2 separate regions of the Mus musculus genome follow, and region 2 is linked to region 1. Evidence: chromatin contacts called from public HiCAR-type data. All regions are on one chromosome and are shown on one strand. Each heading gives the region's core, a stretch centred on a gene start, on an enhancer-like site or on the middle of the called end of the contact. The rest is flanking DNA. Distances are from core to core; before and after follow the strand shown.

Region 1 (4,625 bases), core at 1,687-4,186:
TTGCACACCAAAAGATCTAGAAGCTCAGGTGATGGTTACTCTGCCTCCTCTAAGACACCTCGGCTGGTGGTCATTGGTCACACAATGTTCTAGGTAAAATACCCAATCCGGGCTCAAAAGTAGCAATGCAGGGTTGGGAAGATGGCTCTGAGAATAAAGAACTTATGAGGACAATAAGTTTGAATATGAGGACAAGAGTTTGAACCTCCAGCCTCCACATAGATGCTATGTAGATGTGGCAGCCCATGTATAATCCCCACATGAGCAAGTATAATCTTCATATGTGTGTGCAAGTCACAGACAGGGATTACTAGACAAGCTGGCTAGACTAGCTGAATACACAAGCTGTGTTTAACTGAGAGAGCTTGCCTCAGAAATACAGTAGAGAAGGATTGAAGAAAATATCCTGTATTAACTTCTAACCTCCACGCCACATGCTCATACGTACATGTGTACCCAACGCACATGTGAAAACACACACACACACACACACACACACACACTCACACACACACACACACACACACACACTCACACACACACACACACACATACACACTTATGCACATCACATGGCACAACAGAGAGCATGGAGGTAGACGACTTGCTTAGCATGTCTGAGGCCCTTAATTCCATCCTTAGTAGTTCTGAAAAGGAAAAAAGAAAATTAACTCCTAGTTTCAAAAGTAAAACCCACAGGTAGAGAGGACCCACAGTGTGGAGCTGCTGGAATCTGGTGAGATTCTGGGTAGGTAACTAGCCTTTCACCAACTCAGCTTTCTTATCTGCGTAACTAGCCATTCAGGATGGATGAAAATGGACCCAGAGAACATCTGAAAAATATTCTAGCCAAACAGATGCTTTGCACAGATGCTAATATACACCCAAAGCTATCTCTATCAATTGACACTCATACAACACAGGATCCCTTAAATATTTGTGAAGGTAAATTCTAGACTTTTATTAGGGAACTGCTTGTCTTTAGAAGCAGATGGCTGGTAGTTTAGTAGCAGATAGATTCTAAAGTGCCAATGGGGAGCAGGGTGGAATACACTTTTTAATCAGTGTATTATTACTTTCTCAGGAAACTTTTTCTTATCATCCGGCTCTCCACAAACTACTCTCTTAAGTTCAGTACCAGTTATCCTGTTTTGTACTTTTAGCAGGAACTTGAATCACTTCCCAGATCTGGATTTAATGTTAGAAAACACAGGTTCTATGAAGGCCTCTGAAATAGCAACAGGTATCCATGAATACAATGCAGATTTTAAGACACTATTTTTCTTTCTCCACAGGGCAGAGAGTGACTATATGTTCACATCCTCTGCAGGGCACTCAGAGCACTTTACCCAGAGTCCTCCAGCTCTGTGGTCTTCTCATCTCTAGTGATCATAACAAACCACACTCGCCCACTGTCCATTTCTGACTTCTCTGTGTTGTGATTATTTCTATCCATACTGTGAGCTTCTCTATTTTAGTAGACACCTCCTGGACATTTTGGAATTGGATCACATTACCTTCATAGCAGAGTCACCTTTATATTTTGTACCAGAGGCTCGAGGTCCCTCTATGAAGAAAGGTCGGTGGGGACTCTTAAATGGAAGTAAAACATGGGTCATAACAAGCAATAGACAGAGCTTTCCACTAAGTACCGACTATGTGGCAAGTTCTCTGTCAAGCCCTGTGTGAGCACTGGCATCCTCCATCAGTGGAACCCCCCACCCCACGCTGAAGAAGAAACACAGTTGCACAGCCACCTGCTTCCCAGAGCCGACTATAGGAGCAGAGAATATGGTGGGCTGGTTTGCACCACGATCTGTCTGGCTTCTCTGAGAAGCCAGGTTTTTTTTTTTGTAAAGTTGAATAGAATGGGACAGTTTGGTAGCTGTGTCACACAGGAATGCACCTGCTATCTCACAAGGCCACCTTTTCCTACGGTGGCTGCTCACCATAGAGAGGTTGCTTTTTCAGCTCTTTTGATGGTTCCAGCCTCCTGCAGTCATGAACTTAGATGACATCAAAAGAAGCTTGTTTTGGCTTCTGATTCTGAGGCTCATGAAGTCGCATTCTTTCTCTGGTGACTGAACCGGCTAACTGGACAAGGGTCCCTTCTCTCCTCGAAGTCTCAACACCTCCCTAGCAAACCGGGGGAAGCACCAGCAAGGCCCAGCCTATGCTTGCTTGTATCACCTGGGCTCCAGGGCTTTGATTGACAGGCAGTCCTGGCTTAACGCATACTCACTAAGGTGGGACCCCTGGCGGCTCCATCTCCAAAAGGGTCCCCCAAAGACAGGCCCCACATGGGGAGCTTTTGGCGGGCCTGATTGCATGACAAACACCACGCATATTGAAACACTCTGGCAGTTTCCCGGTGCTCCCAGTCAAAGGCCTGACCCCTTTTGACCTCAAACATCTTATTAAAGCCCCCAGAGTTCCAGCCTCCGCGAGGGAGAGAACCAGCAATCCCTGGACCCATTCTCTTCCCTAATTCATTCAAGTAAGCCGGGCAGAGTGGGGCCTGGGCCTTTGATGTTAAAGGCCCCTAATTGGAAGGAAGTGAAGTGTTAGCCTGTCAGCCTTTTAGTCTCTCATCAAATACTTTAAGAGGTATCCACACAGTGCGTTCTCACACTGGTGCGGAGCAAGCGCGGAGTGGACTGCTTTCTGTTAAAATGTTTAAATTTTGCATCTGTCTAACATAAAGTTCACCACACATGTCACTGTTCCTGGTGGGTTCTCTCCCTACCTTCCTCCTTTCCCTTCCCTGGGGTGCTGGAGGGGGCGGGGGGGGGCGGCTTGTCTCGAAGCCCACAGCTCACCCACAGGAGAGGAAGGTGGCGGCAGGAGCTAATTACCCACCCCAGACACAGGCCTGCAAGCTCCTGGTTGGGGCCTCTCTCGTGGAGCCCCTTTGATCTCCCTGTTTGGGATTGTGTCACTCCCCAGGAATGTGGCTCTCCCCCCACCCCAGCATCCCCCAGTGTAACCCTTTAGTCTCGCCTCTTCATTTCACAGCGAGCACCCCTGAAAGGGAAAGTGACTTGCTCAGGTTTTTGTTGTTGTTTGTTTGTTTGTTTGTTTGTTTTCAGGGAGCTGGTGGCGGAGTCAGGTCCATAAGTTAATACTTCTGACCCCAGAAAAGGGACAGTCTCTGCGTCCATCCCTTTGCTTCTCTTCAGTCAAAGGGGGTGGTGGTGTGAGCAGCTGCAATTTGAGAGAATTTACATATAATCCCTAGAGTCCTGAACAATAGACTGGATTAAGTCACCCCAGGGGGCAGAGGGCCCAGCCCGAGGGTGCAAAATAGACGCACTGCTTCTTGTCCTCATAGAGTGACTCCCCACTGGGAGAGAAGGCAGGCTTGCACTCTTGGTTTGACACCGCAGAGAAGGCAATAGAGACAGAAGTCTCACACAGAACCTGTGATCAACAGGTCACTCCGGTATGTATGTTGGGGGCGTGGCAGGAAGTATAGTCCCCCTCCACCCACAACAAGGGCTAGAAAGGGGAAGTGCCCCCATCCTTCCGGGCAAACCCCAGGGCGTGATGAGACGGTGGGTGGGAGAGGAAAGCAGAAATCTCCTTTCTAAGCGTCTGACACCTTGAGGCATTAGAATAGCAGAACTTTCCTGGGCTCTCCAGCATCAAGTTCCCCAGTGTTTCTGCCAGGGATGGAATGCAAACCCAGGGGCAAGCGCCCCCCTACCCCCTCCCCCCCCCCCCCCCGCCAATCCAGAACACTGGGCTCACGAGTCCTTTGGACTCACGTGAGAGATAGTGTCTAACTTTCTCAGGGTTGATGCAGAGACTAGAGACCAGTCTACCTCATAAGGCTCCTTGAGGTCTCTACAGGGGCCATTGTGTGGAGTAGCACCAATTAGCTATTAAACAGCCAGAGAAAAGCCCCTTCTTGATTTGATTTTCTGCAGTTGGACTCTGCGAAGCCAAAATCTGAAGCAACTCAACTTTGTTTAGCTCATTTCTGGCCCTAAGGTTCCTTCCTTTGATTTACAAATGCAAATGAATTGATGATTATTTTGAGCAAACTCTTTCACTTACTCCTTTACTCAAACCATACTCATTGATCCCTGCTTGAGGCTAGAATGGGAGACCTCACACCCAGTGGTTTTATATCACTACCTTCTGTAAAATGGTGATTGGCAGGAGCTAGTACCAGCTGTGTTCTGGCTTTGCTTGACTTATTTATTTATTTATTTATTTATTTATTTATTTTCAAGACAGGAGCTCACATAGTTCAGGCTGGCCTTGAACTTGCAGAAACCTCTCAAGTTCTGGGTTTATAGGCATGCAGTGTCGTGCCTAGCCAAACCATAATATCTGTTATTTTTCGTATGAGGATTAAAAAATGGTCAAAGGGGGCTGCGGTGCCCATCCTGGGCCTTTGCTCATTTGATTATGGTGGTAGATCATTCCTACCTGACACATTCTGACCTTGTGTAGTTCTTTACATTTTAGACACTGTTTCTTCCTTGCGTTCATGACTGGACTTCTCCATGGGGATAGAGGGTGTGCCTGACCAATAATTTTCCAGGCACAAGCACGGTGGTGAACTAGAATTGATGGAAAGGGAAGATCAGCCTTCACCAGCAAAGCTCCCAACTTGG
Region 2 (4,727 bases), core at 1,414-3,913, 630 kb before region 1:
AACGCTCCCGCAGTGCTGATGAGCACTGAGGGGAACTTAGAGGCATATGAGCTTCAGTCACTGTGGCCTGGGTGGAATCTGCATGAGCCCATGCTTCAGTATATCAGAGCGCAAGGTCACAGCTTCTCTAAGCTGTGGTTCCTTCATGAAAAGGAAAAGAATGTGCATTATTCAGCAGCCTATCAGGCGTTCTGCGAAAGTTCAGTAGATGAGGGGCACTCGTACCGTATTTCTTGTTATTTACATTATTTCCATTGTCCTTGTACAGTGCTGCAGTGCGTACCTTCTCAGAATGTTGTCTTGAACACTGAATTCAAGACTGAACACTGGATATTTTCCAGGACCAGACCGCCAGTGCCAGATTACTTTCTGAAGGGGTTGTGCTGATTGACAGTCACACTAACAACCCAGGAAGAGCCTTGTGGAATATATTTTATGAATTAAAATAGAACTTGTTGTACTTAAACCTTGCTGTGTGTTTATAGAGTATAGATCAGTGCTAGTGAGAAGCAGATAGGAGGCACTTCCCACTTGACTCTGTACCCTGCTCCTTCCCTGTGACTGCCACCACCCCCACCCTTCCTACCCCCACCCGGCCACTATATTATGGGTTATAAGCTAAATATAAACTAAGATCTAAGCTTGAAGTCGGTCTTTTTTTCTTTTTTCTTTTTTTCCCTTTTCAAGGTAGAACTATGTGGCAATGACTCAGTCTGCCCCAGATTTAAAAAGAAAGAAAAGAATTGGTTCCTGGCCAATTGGAAATGGGTAGAACCATTTCGTCACATTCCTTGCCTTGTTTTGACTTAGAGAAATTATGTGCTTCATTGTCATTTGATAAGATACATTAAATAAATTAAAAAAAAGAGTAAATGCACAAGGAAACCCAGGGTAGATTTCCTTACAGCAATCTTATCGTTTGACTAGATAATGTCATTTTCCAAAGGACTAGTAGCAGTCCCGAAGTGATCTGGTTTCGTGGGAGTGGAGGAGGGACTATTGGAACAAAAATGCAATGGTCCAGGAAGGAAAGGGAGGGATACTAGTTTGCTATTGTGAAGGATGTCTTTCAAGGGAGGAAGAGATGAGGGAACTAAAGGGGGTTCCTGGGGGGTGGGGTGGGGAGGAGGGATGGGATTTATAGGGAGAGAGGGCACTGTAGGGGGTTGGTTCCTTTAAGGGAGGAAAAGATTGAGTATTTTGCTGTCAATTTCTGTTCAGTTGTTTTAGATTCATTTAAAATTCTTTAAAGCCTTAGTTTCTTTGTTTCTGATATTCCACTTCTAGTTAAACTATTGAGAGAAATCTGAAAGATTTTGCAATCTAGGAGGTCTGCAGGACCCAATAAGAGTTACAGACTTCTCTTTAACCTACTCACATCAGAGTCTGTTAGTTCAAGGACAGAACCCAGGACCACTGAGAGAAACACAGAAGTAGCTCTCAGAGCTTTTCTCATGGCAAATTTTTACCCTAAAGATGGCCCAAAGGACATGAGAGCCAGATTCCTTAAATGAAGTGCAGGGTCTGTCTAGACCTTGCCTCCAGGAACTCTGCCGTGACTGCTCTGGATGGAGTAGGCCTTGGGTGTCCCAGGTGATGCTAGCAAGCTGTTTTAAGTGGAGCCTGATCCATCCCTATGCATGCATGCATGCACATGTGCATGAGTGTGCATTCAGGGTTTTGTAGAGAATCTCGGATAGAAACTGATTAGAGGAGGAGAGACTATTACTTGAGTGTTGAAGTAGTGATGGCCATCATGAGTTTGGCTTTTCCTTCCCCACATATTGTGATTCCCTGGCTGCTCGCAGATGTTAGCTGCTTAAAGTCTGACTGGACATAAAGGGAAATTCTGTGTTTAGACAAAGTGGTACTGGACTGGTGGGAACTGATTCTGATCTTTTACTGTGAGGAAATTGTTGTAAAGGGGGCTAGCAAGAAAGCCCTGTAGAAGCCATTTAAAGTTCATGAGATGGCATGCTTAGCCACAGTCAGACTTACAAGCGCTTGCTAAAGAACCCTGAGACATGCTTGAGCGAGGACCGGCTTACAGTCTCAGACTACAGTTTGAGATATTTTGTTTGGCATTAAAAGCCAGGCAATTTGGAGAAATTGGATCATATCCGTATCATTACATACTGTTTACTTAAAATATTGGTATTAGTACTGTAGACTGTAATAACAAATCTTGTAATGTGTGTCCATCCATAAATTGTTACTCGTTTTCCCACTGGCTCACAACCCAGCACCAAGAAAACACTGCAGAATAAAACCTATGTGCTAATGGAGACAACCAGAGTCAGGGTGTGTGGGTTTGTGGCTCACTTCCCAGTTCTGTACACTAGGTGGTGCTAGTGTCGCGCTGTGAATACCCACAAAGGCCTGAACACATGTGTTGGTGTATTTTTACCACTTGGGGTCACTTAAGGATTACCTGACTTGCCTCTTTTCCATCTAAGCAAATTCACAGATTCCAAGGAATTATTTCCCCATTACATTTGTCAGAGTCTGTGGCTTTTTTTTTTACCTAGATCTTGAAGGCCAAGAAGTGTGAATTGGAATTTTTTTTTTCCTTAGCGAATTGGCCCCACATGGCTAGTGCCTGGGTGGTTCCTCCTGTCACAGTATGGTGGACTACCCCCCACCCCACGCCTTCTCTTGGGCCCACCATTGGAGACTTCTCCGTATAAAGATTTTCCATACATGTCAGGATCGTGCTTACGCTAATTGCTGTGCTCATTAACATCTCCAGAACTTGGAGTGCTTTTTCTCAGTCATTTCCTTTGATTTTGCCTGTCTCTGAAAGGCCAGCTCTGAACGAAGTGAGGTGGGTATCACATTAACTAATTGCTGACACCCACCGGCTTTCTTGCCTCCTATGCAGCTGATCCCAGGAATTACACCATTGCCCCTGGAGAGCATGCTAGAAATTTGTGGAATGGCCCTGGTGGACTTGCCTGCCTGTGGGTGGGTATGGGTGAGGACAAGGGCAGGATGTGTGGGCTTGCACAGCTTGGACAATGAGCCTAGTCACTTCATATGGCAGCTCATGGGGACTTATGTGAACACTCAAAACGTGGATGGTCTTTCAGAATCTCCCTTCTCAGCAAGTAACTTCTATTTTTCTTCCTTTCTTCCTTCCTATCTTTTTTTTTAAACTTTCTTTGATGTGTTTGCATATTTTATGTGCCTGGTACCTGTAGAGCTCTTAAGATGATATTGTATCTCCTGGAACTGGCGTTATACATGACTTGAGCCAACATAGGTGCTGGAACCAAACCCAGGTCCTTTGCAAGATCAACAAATGCTCTTAAGTGGGAGCCATCTCTCCAGCTATATACCTTCTGCTATCACTGAATAGCTTCTCTCCAGCTATATACCTTCTGCTATCAGTGAATGGCTTCTCTCCAGCTATATACCTTCTACTATGACTGAATAGCTTCTTAGGTGATGGAAGCAGAACTGAGTCACCAACTCAAGAACATCCTCTGCTGGGGCCATTTAAATCTGTGACAGAATTCATTTGGTTTCTACCACTGAGTGCACAGTTAAAATTACACTCAGTGTTATATAGTTTATCATCTGTGTCAAACCCACCCAAGAAAGTGAGATAGGCCTCTATTAATTAAATCCAAACTAAGACGCTTAAATCTTTTATTTCCCAACCTTCCTCCTTAAATCCTCTCCATTCATACCACCAACCCCTATGTAAAAAACAGTAAGTATCATTTATTGGTCTATACTGTGAACTTGGCATCATTCTAAGTACCCATTCTGGTTCAGTCCTAACAACCCAGAAGCTAGGTTACCTTCATATTTCCCAAGCATCACCAAGAGGGTAGTTACTAGTTTAAAGATGACATGGCTGGAAAGTAATGGTGCTAGGACTGCCTTTATTCTTATGCTGTTGCCTGCTGGGAGATCTTCCCTCCTTGACTGTCAGGATCTTACCCAGTGTCAGGGCCCTGAGTCATCCTACCCAGCCCCTTGAATGAAAAGTCTGCTCTGGAATGCCACCCAGAAGCCAGATATTTTGGATTCTGACTCATGTAAGAGCCAGCGCTATCCTTTTTCAGGTAAGGAGCCTGAGGCGCAAGGGTCTTGGATGTTGAGTTTGTCAAGCCCTGGAAGGTGGGCTTTCCTGCTGTGCCCCTCCAGGAAAACCTCAGCTCATCTCTTTGTCTCCCCTACACATTATAAATTAGCTAGCGGGTCGTGGTTGTGCACGCCTTTAATCCCAGCACACGGGAGGCAGAGGCAGGCAGATTTCTGAGTTCGAGGCTAGCCTGGTCTACAAAGTGAGTTCCAGGACAGTCAGGGCTACACAGAGAAACCCTGTCTTGAAAAACTAACTAACTAACTAACTAACTAACTAACTAACTAACTAACTAACTAAGCAAATTAGCTCTAAACTCTCTAAAACTGTCACATACCTATTCCAGGTGGGTCAAGGTGCTGCTAGAGCAGTGGTTCTCAACTTGTGGGCCACCAACAGTTGTATATCAGATATTTATTTTACCATTTATAACAGTAGTACCATTACAGTTCTGAAGTAGCAATGAAATGATTTTATAGTTGGGGGTCCCCACAACATGCAGAACTGGATTAAAAGGTTGCAGCATTAGGAAAGCTAGGAACCAATGGTCTAGTGAGAGGCTTTTGGGCTACAATGCCTCTTCTCCCTCTACAGTGTGCAGGCATTCTTACATTGTGACCTTTTCCAACTGACG

The links. HiCAR-type assays count read pairs that join an accessible place to other places.
Region 2: a HiCAR-type map of embryonic stem cells shows a contact between it and region 1, with 6 times the contacts expected there. The contact joins two enhancer-like sites. A contact is called at or near these places in 3 of 484 Hi-C or Micro-C datasets (the G1E-ER4 cell line, cranial neural crest and stem cell-derived cardiac mesoderm), 4 of 115 datasets of contacts at active chromatin or transcription factors (embryonic basal ganglia, embryonic brain and embryonic stem cells) and 1 of 9 other capture datasets (embryonic stem cells).

What each region holds. Positions count from the first base shown.
Region 1 is chr12:12,579,717-12,584,341 of GRCm38.p6, reverse strand. No RefSeq gene overlaps it. Among named protein-coding and RNA genes, the nearest start is that of Gm34637, 88 kb to the left of the region's middle. Within about 2 kb of position 2,936, at least 118 of the 459 cell types and tissues checked have an H3K27ac peak or open chromatin away from gene starts, as enhancers often do.
Region 2 is chr12:13,212,712-13,217,438 of GRCm38.p6, reverse strand. No RefSeq gene overlaps it. Among named protein-coding and RNA genes, the nearest start is that of Gm24208, 34 kb to the right of the region's middle. Within about 2 kb of position 2,663, at least 27 of the 459 cell types and tissues checked have an H3K27ac peak or open chromatin away from gene starts, as enhancers often do.